Linked DNA regions of Hordeum vulgare: region 2 is linked to region 1. A link is a contact called in public Hi-C data. All regions are on one chromosome and are shown on one strand. Each heading gives the region's core, a stretch centred on a gene start, on an enhancer-like site or on the middle of the called end of the contact. The rest is flanking DNA. Distances are from core to core; before and after follow the strand shown. Region 1 holds the start of LOC123428438 (probable carboxylesterase Os04g0669500). Region 2 has its middle 21 kb from the start of LOC123431249.

Region 1 (7,453 bases), core at 2,942-5,441:
TGGACACACACACACATGCATGCTCGTACTAGTGTAACGGTGATGATGTACTGTAAAAGAAACACGTACATATACACATACATGTCGTTTATTTCTCACGAAATTAGGAATACACGTGTATGCATAAATATGTTGTACTATAAATATTCCCGGAGTCCTATGGGCTATGGTGGCGGTCCAGTTGGATAACCCATTGGAGGAAACTCGCCCTTGTAGTTGCCACCTGAAGCAAGCAAAGAAGCAAAGCATCGATCATGTTTACAAGTGCAGATACACATACAGAGGGAGGGAGGGAGAGAGAGAAAGATCCGTCACCTGTTTCATCTAGCTTCCTAGCGGCAGCAGCCTCCATGGCGAGGAGGAGGAGGAGGAAGAAGGCGACGAGCATGCACAAGACAAGCTGGGTTTTGGCCGCCATGGCCGTCTTTCGTGTGATGTTTGTTGATGCTGGAACGAGGGAGATATAATCTTGTGAGAGTGGTGGCTGCCCTCTGCCCTCCGACTTGGGCTCTTGGCACATATATACTTATATCAAACCGTGAGTGGTTTCCTGGTCAATGTTACCGGTGAGATTTGGACTGATTGCGTTCCACCATTACTCCAAAGTTGAACACGACCACAAAAGAGTCTCCACTGCACGTATTCATCCATATCTATAGCTGGCAGCCGCAACAAAAGTCATGATGATCAAAGTTCGCGCGCCCTGTATTTCGTTGATTCTCATTGTTGAAATGGTCATGGTAAGCGCGGCAAATCAATCAAACTGCCCGGTCTCGTTGAAAGGAACACAAAATGGCCAAGGCCTTTGACTCGCCCATAGAAAGGGAAAATGTTGCAAAACCGGAACCTTAACGCCATCCAACAATTTTGTCCAGAAGAAACGCATGATTTTGTCCGGAAGAAATGCATCCACAGGGAGTTGACATGAAATTCTTCTCTTTGTAGGAAAGACACGAGCTCCATTTAGACAAATAACCAGAAAGGACACTGACTACTTCGGTATATCCAATGTTGGGTGCAGAATCCCAGTGGTATCTTACTAACAAGAAAGGACAATATGCAACTGATGTAATGATATGCTGAAAAGTGCGGGAACTGAAAGCCTCAATGGACGGTATCGATGGGTGGAATCTAGGAAGAGAGGATACATGCACATCGGTATCCAGGTAGTACCAGCTCAAACCTACAGGAGAAGAAAAACAACATACCGCGGTACATAATTTCCTGGAACATAACATTCATGAGCATGACAAAGTCTCAAGAATAGCTTGGACCGTCCGAGTTCATCAATATACTAGGGAATACAGGTTGAGCACGGCTGCATTAGCAGGTTTTGCTATAATGGGGGGCGTGGTGGCGGCCCAAACTGAAGGACGTTAACTTTGCTTATCTTGCGAGGCTTTGAGACGGCCCTTGATCCACGCCTCGAGAGAGGATAGCTCTTCTTTCGCGATCGAGTGGCCTAGATCTGGATATGCCTGATAAATGTGCATGGGTAGTTGAGAGCTCAGATAGGAACCGGAAAGTTGTATAAAGAAATATACTAGGAACCGAAGCTTGCCTGGAGAAGGGGAAAAAGAGGAGCAGAAGATTACCTTAAATTCACAACTGATGCCTGCACTTTGCAAAAATGGTGGGCCGGCCTGACCGGCTTCAAATAATACCACTTGATCAGCGATACCATGCGACCACAAAATAGGTGTCTGAAAAGTTCCGACAAAAAAATTCAGCCAAACAAAATCCGTGCTTTTATAAAGAGTTGAAATTTACTTTAGAATTCCTATCCATACATTGAATTTCACTATTTTTTTTCAACAAGTGCTTCCTTCAATCAATAGGCTTAAATCCATTATAAGCATATTCAACAAAAGCCTACAATATGAGGCCTCATTCGGTTTGTACGATTTCTTCCCACGGATATTATCCTATGTATGGCATTCACTTCATAGGAATGGAGGTAACTAGTTTCCTTAGGACTGTGTCCATATTGTCCTAATTTCTAAGGATTCTTAGCATTAGGTGAGACCTCATGAAAGATTCGTAAGTACTGTAGTTGAGAGGGCATCCCAATCCTCTACTTTTACTATTCCCTTGATTTGAAAATCCTGTAAGCCGAATCAGCCCTGACAGTTACATTCCCATATAGAAGAGTAAATGCTACTATATGATTTCAGTGCAAAGACTATTAACACTGCTCAATATAATAGGTTAAGTGTCAGATATCATATCAGTCACAGATATCATATCACTCACAGATTCGTGAAGGTTTACATATGAAAGGAACGCCGCAAGAGTAAAATTGCTAATGGCATCCTTCAAGGTTTCATGCTATTTATCATTTTTCATACAACTGCATCCTAGCCGACTGGTTAAAATAAGAAAGTAGATATGGTGTACTTATCATTGTACAGTGTTCTTCCTAATTTAGTTGCTATCATAAAATAAACCATTGCCCAGTCAGACACGTCTAAGTCCTAAGGTGGGCAAAGTCGCTTCTCCTACTAGATGTAATAATTTGTATGCAAGGTTGGGTAACAGGAGGAATATTGCAAATATTTCTAATTCAAGCAACAGCGATGGATATTAAGTTTCTAGTTTCAAGTACCTACTATGAAATAGTTGGAGTTCAATGCTTATGTTTTTGTCTTTCTGCCGATTTCAGTATGGAATAGAGTAAATTTCATTGGCAACATTCAGGTCAGTACATTTTTGTCTTTCTGCCGATTTCATAGAGACTAGTTCAATCCAATAGTAGGTGCTAAAACCATACCTCCATAATTCAGTTGTCCAGTATGCTCATGGTGATCAGGAATTATTGCAATAAGTACATGGTTTTGTTCCAGGCCAACTAAAATTGACAAAACCTTTAGATGATGGATCCTGGGTATGGCCATACTAGTGTAGGCAGAGTTCCAGCAGTGTTCGGGCATGTGATAGAAAATAGTTCTATTCAAAAGGCAATGACAAGGCTGTACATAAACATCACCAACCACATCTCTTGTTGACTAGCGCTCGATTTTATACCAAGCAACAAACTGAAGCTTCCTTATATCTTGTCATTGTAGGCTAAACTAAGGAGAAGGCATCAAGACATAAGAAATATAATTCTAGTCAAAAGGCAATGACAAGGCTGTACATAAACATCACCAACCACATCTCTTGTTGACAAGCGTTCAATTTCATACCAACCAATAAAATTAGGCTTCCCCACATCTTGTTATTGTGTGCTAATTGCTAAACTAAGGAGAAGGCATCAAGGGATGACTGTGTCACATACCTTCCTTGCTTCGGGTGAAATCCTCTCAATGACCGACGAACCGAAAGGGACCCAGCCACTGAACACGGCACCGCCACCTAGCGTCTTTGGATAAAGCAAAACACTTGCTAATGTCAGAGCACCTGCAAATCCAATACTTATCAATTTACGGAACGAAAATTTGCTGTCTTCAGAATATATCCAACGCCCATGCGACAATCCTACCTCCCTGACTGAACCCACACACAAATATGTTGTCAGGATGGATGCCAGCGGCCACCTCCCTGTCGATCATGGCGTGCACATTCTCCACGGCCTTAATAACACCGCTCTCATCTTGCGGCGAACCCTAGTGTTTACAGATTTCAGCAAAGATCAGTTTCTAATGTTATTACAGTTATAATTGTCTCTCATCCCCGGATACACGAGCGGGAGGGATTGAGTGAATGAGTAAACTCACAGGGCTCAAGGGCAGCTCGTGGATATCGAACCATGACGGCATCACGGCGCCGTCTGCGAAAACAATAAGTGTTCTTGAGAATCAGGTGATGCTAATTTGATGAATCGGTGCAAAAAAAAAACTGATGATGCTGTGAAGGTGGGAGAGACGAGGAGGGGGTGGATGGAGGTGGCGCACTGTTGCAGGAGACGGGGGAGTTGGGGGCGGAGGGGAACGCCCACTTGGTGTGGCGGAACTCCGGCGCGGCGAAGAAGGTGCGGATGGGCTCGTTGGCGGGGCCGGAGTCGCCGAGGCCGTGCAGCCACAGCACGAAGCTCCGGTTGCGGGCCGCCATGGGGCCGGGGAGGAGCTGGTCGGGGAGCCGGGGCGGCTGCGCGCGGCGGCGGAGCGAGGCGGCGAGGAGGGATGCCGCGGCGATGGCTGCGGCGATGGAGAAGAGGAAGCGGACGCGTTTACTCATGGGTCATATGGGCCGGGCCGAAGCAGCTCCTCAGCCTGTGCGCCTTCACTGCCAATCAGAAGCAAAAAATTTACCCTAAAAAAAAGAAAAAAATTACCCGGTTTTTTGCCAACTACTCACTCCGTCCAGAAATACTTGTCATTAGAACAAATGTATCTAGATGTATTTTAGTTTTATATATATCTATTTTTATCTATTTGTGCGATAAATAATTTCGAATGGAGAGAGTATTACATTAAGATAGCACTACAATTTTAACTGAAGAATTAGGGTTAAATATACAATCACAAAGATAACACGAATCAGAGAACCATCATCGATGAGCCACTAGCCATGTCAGATTCACGTGCCAGTTAATCGAAGCACACGAATTGAGATGGCAGAAAACTGGTCAACTGTAATAATAGTATCATAATCCTTTGGTTGCATGTTATAAAAAAATAACTTTAATTGGATCATGTTCCAAAGCATCCACGTGCCAAGATAAACTGAGATTCAGGTCACATATGTAGTACTCCCTCCGCCCCATAACTCTTGTCGTTGTTCGACAAGAATGATGAGACGGACGGAGTAGTACTCTACTCCATAAAAATGTGAAGTACTCTAGCTAGTGTAGATCTTCGTGGTTCGACGACGACGATGACGACGGTCTTGCAGCTTCAGTTCCTTGGGAGATCCCTAGATGATCGGATATCCATCGTCGAAAATACTGGAGCTCTTCATCCACCAGCAAGTGCCCAAGAGTTGGATAAGTCTGATAACTTACATGTTATGGCAAAACGCAAGGAAGGACAGTATGGTCAAACAAAGGTCAAAAATCAAATCTCCAATCTTGAAATCAATCTGTCGTGACTTCGAGTATGTTTATGTACCACCTTGAATTCGCAGGCCATGCCAAGCTCCTGGAGAAATGCGCACCCGGCGTGCCCGGCTTCGAACAGCACCACCCCGTCTGCCATCCCATGGAACCATAAAACCGGCGTCTGCAGGTTTTCAAGAATTCAGAAACAACACATTTGCAAGAAATACTAGAACATTAGAACAGCAATCCACCCTATGTGACATCCCATGGAACCATGAAAAAACCGGCGTCTACGAACTATATTTAGTCTAAGGATGTTGTTGGGCTGTTGTTACCTTTCTGGCTTCAGGTGTCACCCTGTCAGCAAATGATTTGCTCAGGGGAACTGAACCACTGAAGACAGCACACCCACCTAAAGTCTTGGGGTAGAGCAGAACACTTGCTATGGCTAGAGCACCTGTGGAGACGGAGTGGAAATCATAATTATGTCGGTAAGTAATGTGTTGAAGACAGGGAAGATTAGATGCATATTTCACCGCCATACCTCCTTGGCTTAATCCACAGATGAAAATGTTTGTAGGACTCGTCCCGGCAGCCACTTCTTTGTCTAACATTTCGTGAACGTGCTCAACAGCTTCTAGGACTCCTCGCTCATCTCTAACAGTGGTCTAAGAAACAAAGTTGGCACAATCAGCAAAGTACATAGTAATAATGCTATAACAGCAAAAGAGGTATTGGCCTGTAAATGTTTAGAGACTTTAGGTTAGTCCAATTTTGAGTTCTAGTGCCTTGCTTTTGTAACTTGTACACTGATCTCTTTGAATGTCCATGAGGATTCTAAAATGGTTAGTTTTGCGCAAGCGGTCTGTTACCTGTTATGAACTTATGATGCGAAGTGCTAAAAAACTTCATGTTTTGAATCTTCAAACTGATGAGAATCTGATTTCGTGTTGTTCAGAAGTAACAGTGCAAAAGACACCAAAGCTTAGACTTAGAGTCTTACTCATTATGTTCTTCAACAATATCTACTTTGTAAACTGACAGAAAATAGCTCTAGCAGTTCCGATATACAGATTATTTACCGGAGGGGGAGGGGGAGGGGGAGCAGTGTGAGAAACAAAGCGTGAAGCAAGCTTGATTTCTGATGCGTGCATACTCTGCAGCATCGGCAAATAAGACTAGCCAATTTTGTAGCAACAAATATAATACACTGAAGACTGAAGAGAGAATGAGAATAGGCAAATGGCTCGACAGTAAGCAGTAAACATGAGCAGGAAACTGCAGCGGTTGTTTCTGAATCACTCAAAGAGTAAGCGGCTATTTGTGGGGGTAAACTGAGCAGGGAATTACAGCGGTTATGGGGACCTCCGGGATGCCGAACCACGCATTGAGCACCACCTCACCTGCAGCAGCAGCACCGCAAATCGATCCAGCAACTGAATAAAATCGCAGGTGTGTTTGTGTGTTTGCCCATCGAATCAGGAGCAGCGAGCGTACCATAGCAGGCGACGGGGGCGGTGGGGAAGGAGAGGCGGATGGCGGGGGCGGCCGAGAAGTAGGGCGCGATCTGGCCGAGGCTCTGCTCGCCCGTCTCGGCGGAGCCGTGCAGCCACAGCAGCAGCCCGCCGGCCGTCGCTGCTGCCGCCGCAGCAGCGGCAGGAGCAGGGGGAGGATGCGCCGCCATCCGGACAGCGCGGAGTCATCGGTCGATCGGCGGCGTGGCCGGCAGTGCAAAGTGGCGGCGGTTTTGTGCCGACGAAGGCAGGTGCGGGCAGGGGAAATAGTGCGGGCGTGGGAGGCGTGACGACGGTGGCGGCAGCGTGCGGGGCGTGGGCGGTTGGATCGAATATGCCCTCACCATACCCCATGCCGTTGTGTTTTGGCTCTGCAACCATCGGCCGCCGACGGGACGGAGCGACGGCGAACGGCGCCGGCCATCGCGGATGGGATTGCATTGCTTCTTTATTCGTCACAAAAAATGTGTAAATTTCCACCAGTCACACAAAAAATGTGTAAATTTCGTCTTAAAAATCACGACAGCTGCTAACAAATGAATGTATACGAGTATCACATTTCCATTCATACGACCATCCTATTACAAGCAGGGAAACCACACCTTCGTTGAAGAAATGATTAACTCGCTATAATTTGAGTGCCCGGTCAAAAGATGCTCTCACCATAGGTTGTAATGCTTAATTTAGAGAAACGACCCTGCCCCGGTGATCACGATTGCTCTGACCCCTGTTCTGCTATTAGAGATCACATGGAGACCCTGATTGCTATGGTACATCTCATATTCTTGTCATTGAGAATGGTGTTTCCCTTCATAAGACCATATTATCAGTTTGCTTAGCGACACTATCACAATCGCTTGAAATGGCTTCGTGAGTAAAGAGTGTGCAACAAAGGCGGCTTCGCACATGTTCAACTAAGGAAATAGAATGAGACACCTTCCAATTTCTTTGTTTTCCTCCT
Region 2 (6,756 bases), core at 3,121-5,620, 130 kb before region 1:
GCTTCGGTATATACCGACATGCCGAGACATTAACAGTGTGCTTTAAGCTAGTGCCTTTGACCACATGCGGCTGCCCCATTGTGTTGCCATCCACTGCGGTTGCGCATTATACCAAGAAGCCCACAAAGTCAACTCAGAAAAATAGAAAAGGAAGCCCATGGAATCGTGCGGTCGCGTGCTTGAGCATCCTTTGGAATTTGGGCCTTCACATGCATGTTGGTTGTAGGGCTTGCCACATGTGGCCGCGCACGCCGCATGCAGCGGAAAACCCTATTTAACGCTTAGGCAGGCAAAGGCACAGGAGCTGCGAGCGAGCGACAGAGTTTGGACCAGTCCGTTAGCACTTTCACTCATCCCATTTTTGCGAATCTAGAAGTTTCAAGCCAGTTTTTTCCGGATTTGGAAACTTTCTAAGAGATTTCTTGAACCTGTCTTTTTTCTTTTTTTTCTTTGCTCTTTTTTGTATCTTTTTTTTCTGTTTCTGTTTCAAAAATGTTCTGGCAATTGAAGAAATGATTCATACTTTGATAAAATGTTCCTGGATTTGAAAAAATGTTTCGAATTTTAAAAAATGTTCCAGAATTTTGAAAGTGTTCCGGAATTTTAAAAAACGTTCTGGAATTTGAAAACATGTTCCGGAATTTGGAAAAATGTTACGCAATTCCGAAAAACGCTCCGCAATTTTACAAAAAATTCCGGAATTTTAAAAAATGTTCCAGAATTTTAAAAAAATATTTCAGAATTTATAAAAATGTTCTGGAATTCTTATTAAAATGTCTCGGATTTTTCAAAAACAAAGTTCCGAAATTTGAAAAAATAGAACAAAAATATTTTTTCCCATACAAAAAAGAAAGCTGGGTTGACCCAGTTAGGGGCGCCACCCCTGTGCGTCCGACTGACTACTCGCCGCAATGCCCGGCGCATAGGAGCTCCCATCTTACCTGCCGCTCTTTGCGGAAAGGAGTCCTCGCACGCTCAGGGGCTCGTCTGACTGGGCCGGTCCAGTTTTTATTTCCCACAAAAATCTGATAATTACTTTTTCCCTTTTTCCTGTTTCTAGTTTTCCTTTTTTATTATTTAATTTCTTTTTTTCTTTTTTGTTCGTTTTTCTATATTTTACATTTTATGTGTTTCTATGAAAATAAACAAAAGGGATGCTATGCGTCCACCGACGGATGTTTAGTAAACATTCACCACCTCGACGACCGTCCGATCTACACACACAGCCGTTCAATCCGTCCATCTGATCCGCGCGCGGGGCTCTGGTCGGCACCTAGTGATTCCTGAAATGAAGGAGACAATTGCTTTGTTGCAAAATATAAACTTTAGACACATTAATTCCTTAATCAAAGGTCGAGTTTCACAAACAATCGCTTTGTTGCAGATTTTTTTTCCTTCGTCTTCCTGCAACAGCGGCCGTGTTGAGGAAACAATTCTTGAAACAATAAACAGGTTGCAGAAACGATTCCCAAAACAACGAGCGGGTTGCAGAAACGATTTCTCCAACTCCTGCAACAACAGTCGTGTTGGAGAAACAACGAACGGGTTGCAGAAACAACGACCGCGTTGCAGAATACTGGAGAGGGGATGAATGGCCGCAAGGTTAGAGGAGGGGGGAGGAAGCAGAGGGGAAGAGACGCCTCATCTTCTCGCGAGCTCTTCTCGGACGCTCCAGCGCTATGGACGCGTCCAGCTCTTGCAGGAGCCAGATCCAACACGTGCAGTCTCCCTCATCCCGACCCAACCAGCGCCCAATTGCTCCTCTAGCAGCGCGCGGACGCACCCACCCAACCGGATGCCTAGCCACTCCAGCAGTCGTGGTCATGTCACCCAAGCGTCTGCGCCTTCGTGCGTCGTGCACTCGCGAGAGGAGATGAGAGAGATGGATGAGAGCGTGGGCTCACATGAGAAAGATTGGGGAGATAAGAATGAGTTGGTCCCGCCGAGACACGCGTCCCAAGTGTGAGGAGGCGGATGCGCCGTGAAAAATTAGCCGGTTGAACCAGATCTTTTCGCACAAACAAATTTTGAATTTCCGATCATTTTTTGAAAACATGAACATTTTCAAAAACGGGGAACAAATTTAAAAGCGTGAACAAACTTTTAAATCATGATTCATTTTAATCTTGATAAAAAAAATTAAACCAAGAACAATTTTGAAAAGTGTGAACAAATTTGGAAGTGAGCATATTTTTTTAAAGCACGGACATTTTTTGAATCTTGAGAACAGAATATTGAAACGAAGAACAATTTTGAAAAAAACCCGAATGAACTAGAAAGCGCGAACAAATTTTTAAAGCACAAACATTTTTTTAATCTTGAGAACAAAAATTGAAATCAAGAACAATTATGGAAAATCGTGAACAATTTTGGACCACGAACAAAATTTTAAAACACGGACATTTTTTTAATTTAGAGAAAAAAGTTAGAAAGTACAAATAAGTTTTTTAAAACACGAACATTTTTTCAATCTTCAGAATTTTTTTAAACCAAGAATAGTTTTGAAAAATCCTGAAAAAAATTGTAATCGCGAACAACTTTTTAAAACACACACATTCTTTGAATCTTGAGAACAAATTTTGAAACCGAGAACAATTTTGAAAATTCCTGAACAAATTTGGAAGCACAAATAACTTTTTTGAGCACGAGCAATTTTTAAATCTTGAGAACTAAATTTGAAACGGAGAACAATTTTGAAAAGCCCCGAACAACTATGGAAGCACAAACAATTTTTTAAAGAACGAACATTTTTTGAATCTGGAGAATAAATTTTGGAACTGAGAATAATTTTGAAAAATCCTATACAAATATCGAAACACGAACAATTTTTCTACAAGCACGAATGTTTTTTGATTCTTGAGAACAAAATTTTGAAATGGAGAACCATTTTGAAAAACCCAGAACAAATTTGGAATCGTGAAAGAAATCAAGCACAAACATTTTTTGAATCTTAAGAACAAATTTTGAAACCGAGAACAATGTTGAAAAAATTTGAACAAATTTGGAAGCATGGATAATTTTTTAACGCACGAACATATTTAGAATTTTGAGAATAATATTGAAACCGAAAAAAAACTAAAAACTCCAGACAAATTTGAAAAAGCACGAACATTTTTTGAATCTTACAAATAAATTTTGAAATCGAAAACAATTTTGCAAAATGCTGAAAAAATTTCGCAGTGCGAACGTTTTTCGAAAATTTCAAACAAATTTTGAAGTTGTGAATGATTTTGAAAAACAGGAACTATTTAAAATTATGAATATTAAAAAAAACATTTTTAAAATGTGAAGAAGTTTTTTAGATATTTTCATAACATTATTTGAAAATTCAGCACAATTTTAGAAACTGAAATCGAAAAGAAAAAAAAAGAAAAAAAATGGAAAAAGAACCCGGACAAGGAAACCTTTTGGAATTTCTTAATACAGTAAAAGATCAGCTGGAAAGAACGGTGTTAACAGGCCTGCTTATTAAAAAAAATCGCCTTCTTCCGCTGTCCGTTTGCTCGACAACTCGCCGCATTGAACGGTAAAAAGGATATTCGAAATAGGTGTCTTCAGAAAAAACCCTATTTGACGCTCAAATAGTCGGGACTCCGCACACACTCCGGACAACACTTGGGCCAGGCCAGTTTCGCTTGCCGAAAGTTCCCAGTATTATTTTTTTTCGGTTTTTGTTTTCTGTTCCTTTGTTTTATTGTTTATGTTTCCTTCTTTTTTTCGTTTTTCTGTTTCTGTTTCTTTTTTTTCTTTTTTTATGTGGAAAATCTCTTGGAATTTCAAAAATGTTTCGAAATTTCAAAAATGTTCCAGAATTTGATTTTATTTTTCGGAATTTGAAATATATTTTGGCATTTTGAAAAATGTTCTAGAATTTGAAAAATAATTAGGGATTTTATAAATGTTCTGCAATTTGATAATATTTTCCGCATTTTGTGAAATGCTCCGAATTTGTGAAAATGTTCAGGAATTTGAAAAATATTCTGGAATTTTAGAAAATGTTTTGAAACTTTTTCCGGAATTTGGAAAAATGTTCCAGACTTTGAAAAAATATTCCGGAATTTGAGAAACAATTTTTTAGATATTTTACAAAGATGTTCCTCTTTTTTAATTTTGTTCTCATAATTTAGAAAATATTCATGCTTTAAAAATTTATTCCCGCTTTCGAAAAAATTCAATATTTTTGAAAACTGTTTTCCTTTTCGAAATATAAGATTGAAAATAAAAATAAAAAACGAACCTAAAAAGTAAAAATAACAGAGAAGAAAACGTAAAAGAACAAATAAATAAAACTAGGCCGGCCCATAGGGGGCGCTCCCTGTGCGGCGCTGGCGCTCCCTGCCGCAATGAGTGGCAGGTAGGAGCTCCCGTTCTTCAGACGCAACGCAGAAGCGAACAGAATACCAGTCGAGGTTACGCAGCTATGGATCCAATCTGGGCTGGCCCACTTTAACAACCAGTAGGTCTCAGTTTTAGGAAACTTCAAGAATGTTTCAGCGGTGTTTATATCGGTTTTTGAAGCCTTCTAGAAGTTTTTTGAGCTAGTTTTTACTGGTTTATTCCTTTATTGGGTTTCCCTCCTTTTTTTATTTCTTTGGTTTTAGTTTATTCCTTGTACTCCCTGTTTCTGTTTCTTTCTTCCTTTTATTTTTTTTTCTTTTTAAATTTTTGTATCATTTTTCATTTTCGTTTTCAAGTTCATTTCTGAGTATATTTTATTAATTTATATTTTTCGAAATTAACTAATTATTTTCGAATTTCACAGAAATGTCCACAGATTTGGATTTTTTTTAAATTGAATAATTGTTCCTGCCTACAAAATTTGTTCACAAATGTAAAAAAATTGTTCAGGAATTCCAAAAAAGATAACCATAAAAAATCTTATTTACAATTTAAAATTTTGTTCCTGTTTACGAAATTTATCTAAAAATTAAAAAATTTATCGACAATTTTAAAAAATGTTCAAAGAGTTTCAGTAATGTTTGCACTTCCAACATTTGATCAGAATTCATAAATTGTTCCCATTATAAAATTATTGTTCGCAAAAGGGAAAAAGTTCACAGAAAATCATATATTTTGTTTTGAATTTTTGTCCGTCTTTTTGAACAATGTTTAAAACGCAAAATTTGTTCATCTTTGGCAAAAAGTTCGAAATTCATAAAATATTGGTTTAAAAATTGTATTCAATGTTTTTCAGAAAGTGTTCCCGTGTTGACATTCTTAACAATATCAAAATACATGAACATTTTTTGAAAAAATTCATGCAATTTAATGGAAATGTGAGTATGTTTGGATTTCGCATTAAAAGTTCAAAAATGCTGATTCTCTCAAATTTTGAAACAAAAATGCTAACATTTGATTGAAAAATAAAAATAAACTTGAAACATAAAAAGCGCTAACGTTGTTGGCTTTCGAAGCAGGAGCCAACACCACGATGCATTCATCGTCTCATGTCCTCGACTTCCTTGCTGTCGGCGGCATGTGCTTTTCGCTACCTCTGTTGTTCTTGTTGTCGTCCTTGTTAGAAGCAGTATCCCCATCGCTGCCGCTAAAACTCCTCCAATCACACCCGCCAAACGCCCAAGGTCATTAGATAAAGCTCTAATAGCAATTCTTGGCTGTGATCTACTCTATCTTATACTGTTTTTTCTATCTCGATAACACAAGACGTTAGGGTTCAGAGAGCAGAAACGGAGCCATAGAGAGAGCGCTTTTGCGACACGTGAAAAATGCATCTCTTATGTTCTTTCCTTTTTATTCAGTTGCATAATAGAAAGTGAAAACCTCGTCACAATCCAATCTCACCAGCCTAGATCATGCCAGTCTGCTAGGCCTGCAAATTAGGAACTTAAACTACGTAATCCCTCCGTTTCAAAATTCTTATCTTACATTTGTTCATAAATGAATGTATCTAAATACTAACACATGACTACATACATTCATATCTACATAAAACAAATACAAGAATGTTGAGACGGAAGGAGTACATCATAACGTGAATGTAGCACGTATCAGGTGGACAAATTCAGTCGTGCTTATTATGTGAGAGAAAAACAAGACAAGCTAAGAACATATATATAATGGTTCATAAGGCACTCTTATCTGAAGGATCTCTTTAGCATTATCGATAATAACTAGTGGTTTCAAAAAATATGATAACACATATTATGTTAACACATGATCTCATAAATAAGAGAAGACATGTCATTTTTATTAACTCTCTCCTAGACCTCAACATTTATATTACGTGTCACTCCTAAGATAGCATCATTGTACATTCCCTAAACGAAAGGGGGCATATACATTGAGATTACATCTCACACTCCTCTTTCGCATCGGTGTCGCCGCACATTGTTGTCGCCAAGAGGAACAAATACGATATTGGTTGGCCCCTCGGGAGTGGAACACACGCCCTCCTTCGTTGTCAGAGAGCACGTGTCCATCAAGGTGCTCAACAAGCCCCGACCTGTCGCCACCTGCATGGATGCACATGTGCTTGCCATGGTATACCACACATGCTCCCTCGCTGGCGAAGTCTTGACCACAACGGTGCGTGGGGTATTTCTCATGCTTGTCTCTGCGCTCATCTACTGCCACACGTGCGTCGTCTTCCACCGCGACACCAAGCATCAAAACATCTTCCTCGACGCCAACAACAACCTCAAGGTCTGCGACTTCGACCTCACTCCACTCATAGAGTTCTTCCATCGGGTATAACAAGTGTTCGAGGAAATCCATGAAATAATATAGGTTTACTTT

What was found. Hi-C and Micro-C count contacts between places; a contact is called where the count stands out from the background.
Region 2: a Hi-C map of leaf shows a contact between it and region 1, with 2.1 times the contacts expected there. The contact joins the enhancer-like site here to the promoter of LOC123428438 in region 1. A contact is called at or near these places in 2 of 6 Hi-C or Micro-C datasets (leaf and seedling).

The regions. Positions count from the first base shown.
Region 1 is chr2H:653,385,524-653,392,976 of MorexV3_pseudomolecules_assembly, reverse strand. It overlaps LOC123428438 (probable carboxylesterase Os04g0669500), which reads right to left and starts at 4,191. Exons shown (of 6, transcript XM_045112650.1): 1 at 3,894-4,191; 2 at 3,717-3,769; 3 at 3,482-3,605; 4 at 3,278-3,399; 5 at 1,596-1,703; 6 at 1,196-1,478. The coding sequence starts at 4,176. The coding sequence ends at 1,377. It overlaps LOC123431247 (probable carboxylesterase Os04g0669600), which reads right to left and starts at 6,842. Exons shown (of 7, transcript XM_045115070.1): 1 at 6,476-6,842; 2 at 6,329-6,381; 3 at 5,523-5,646; 4 at 5,314-5,435; 5 at 5,052-5,159; 6 at 4,748-4,930; 7 at 4,548-4,691. The coding sequence starts at 6,662. The coding sequence ends at 4,784.
Region 2 is chr2H:653,513,700-653,520,455 of MorexV3_pseudomolecules_assembly, reverse strand. No RefSeq gene overlaps it. Among protein-coding and RNA genes, the nearest start is that of LOC123431249, 21 kb to the right of the region's middle. Within about 2 kb of position 4,370, at least 3 of the 3 cell types and tissues checked have open chromatin away from gene starts, as enhancers often do. A contact at or near this core is called in leaf and seedling, where this site is marked.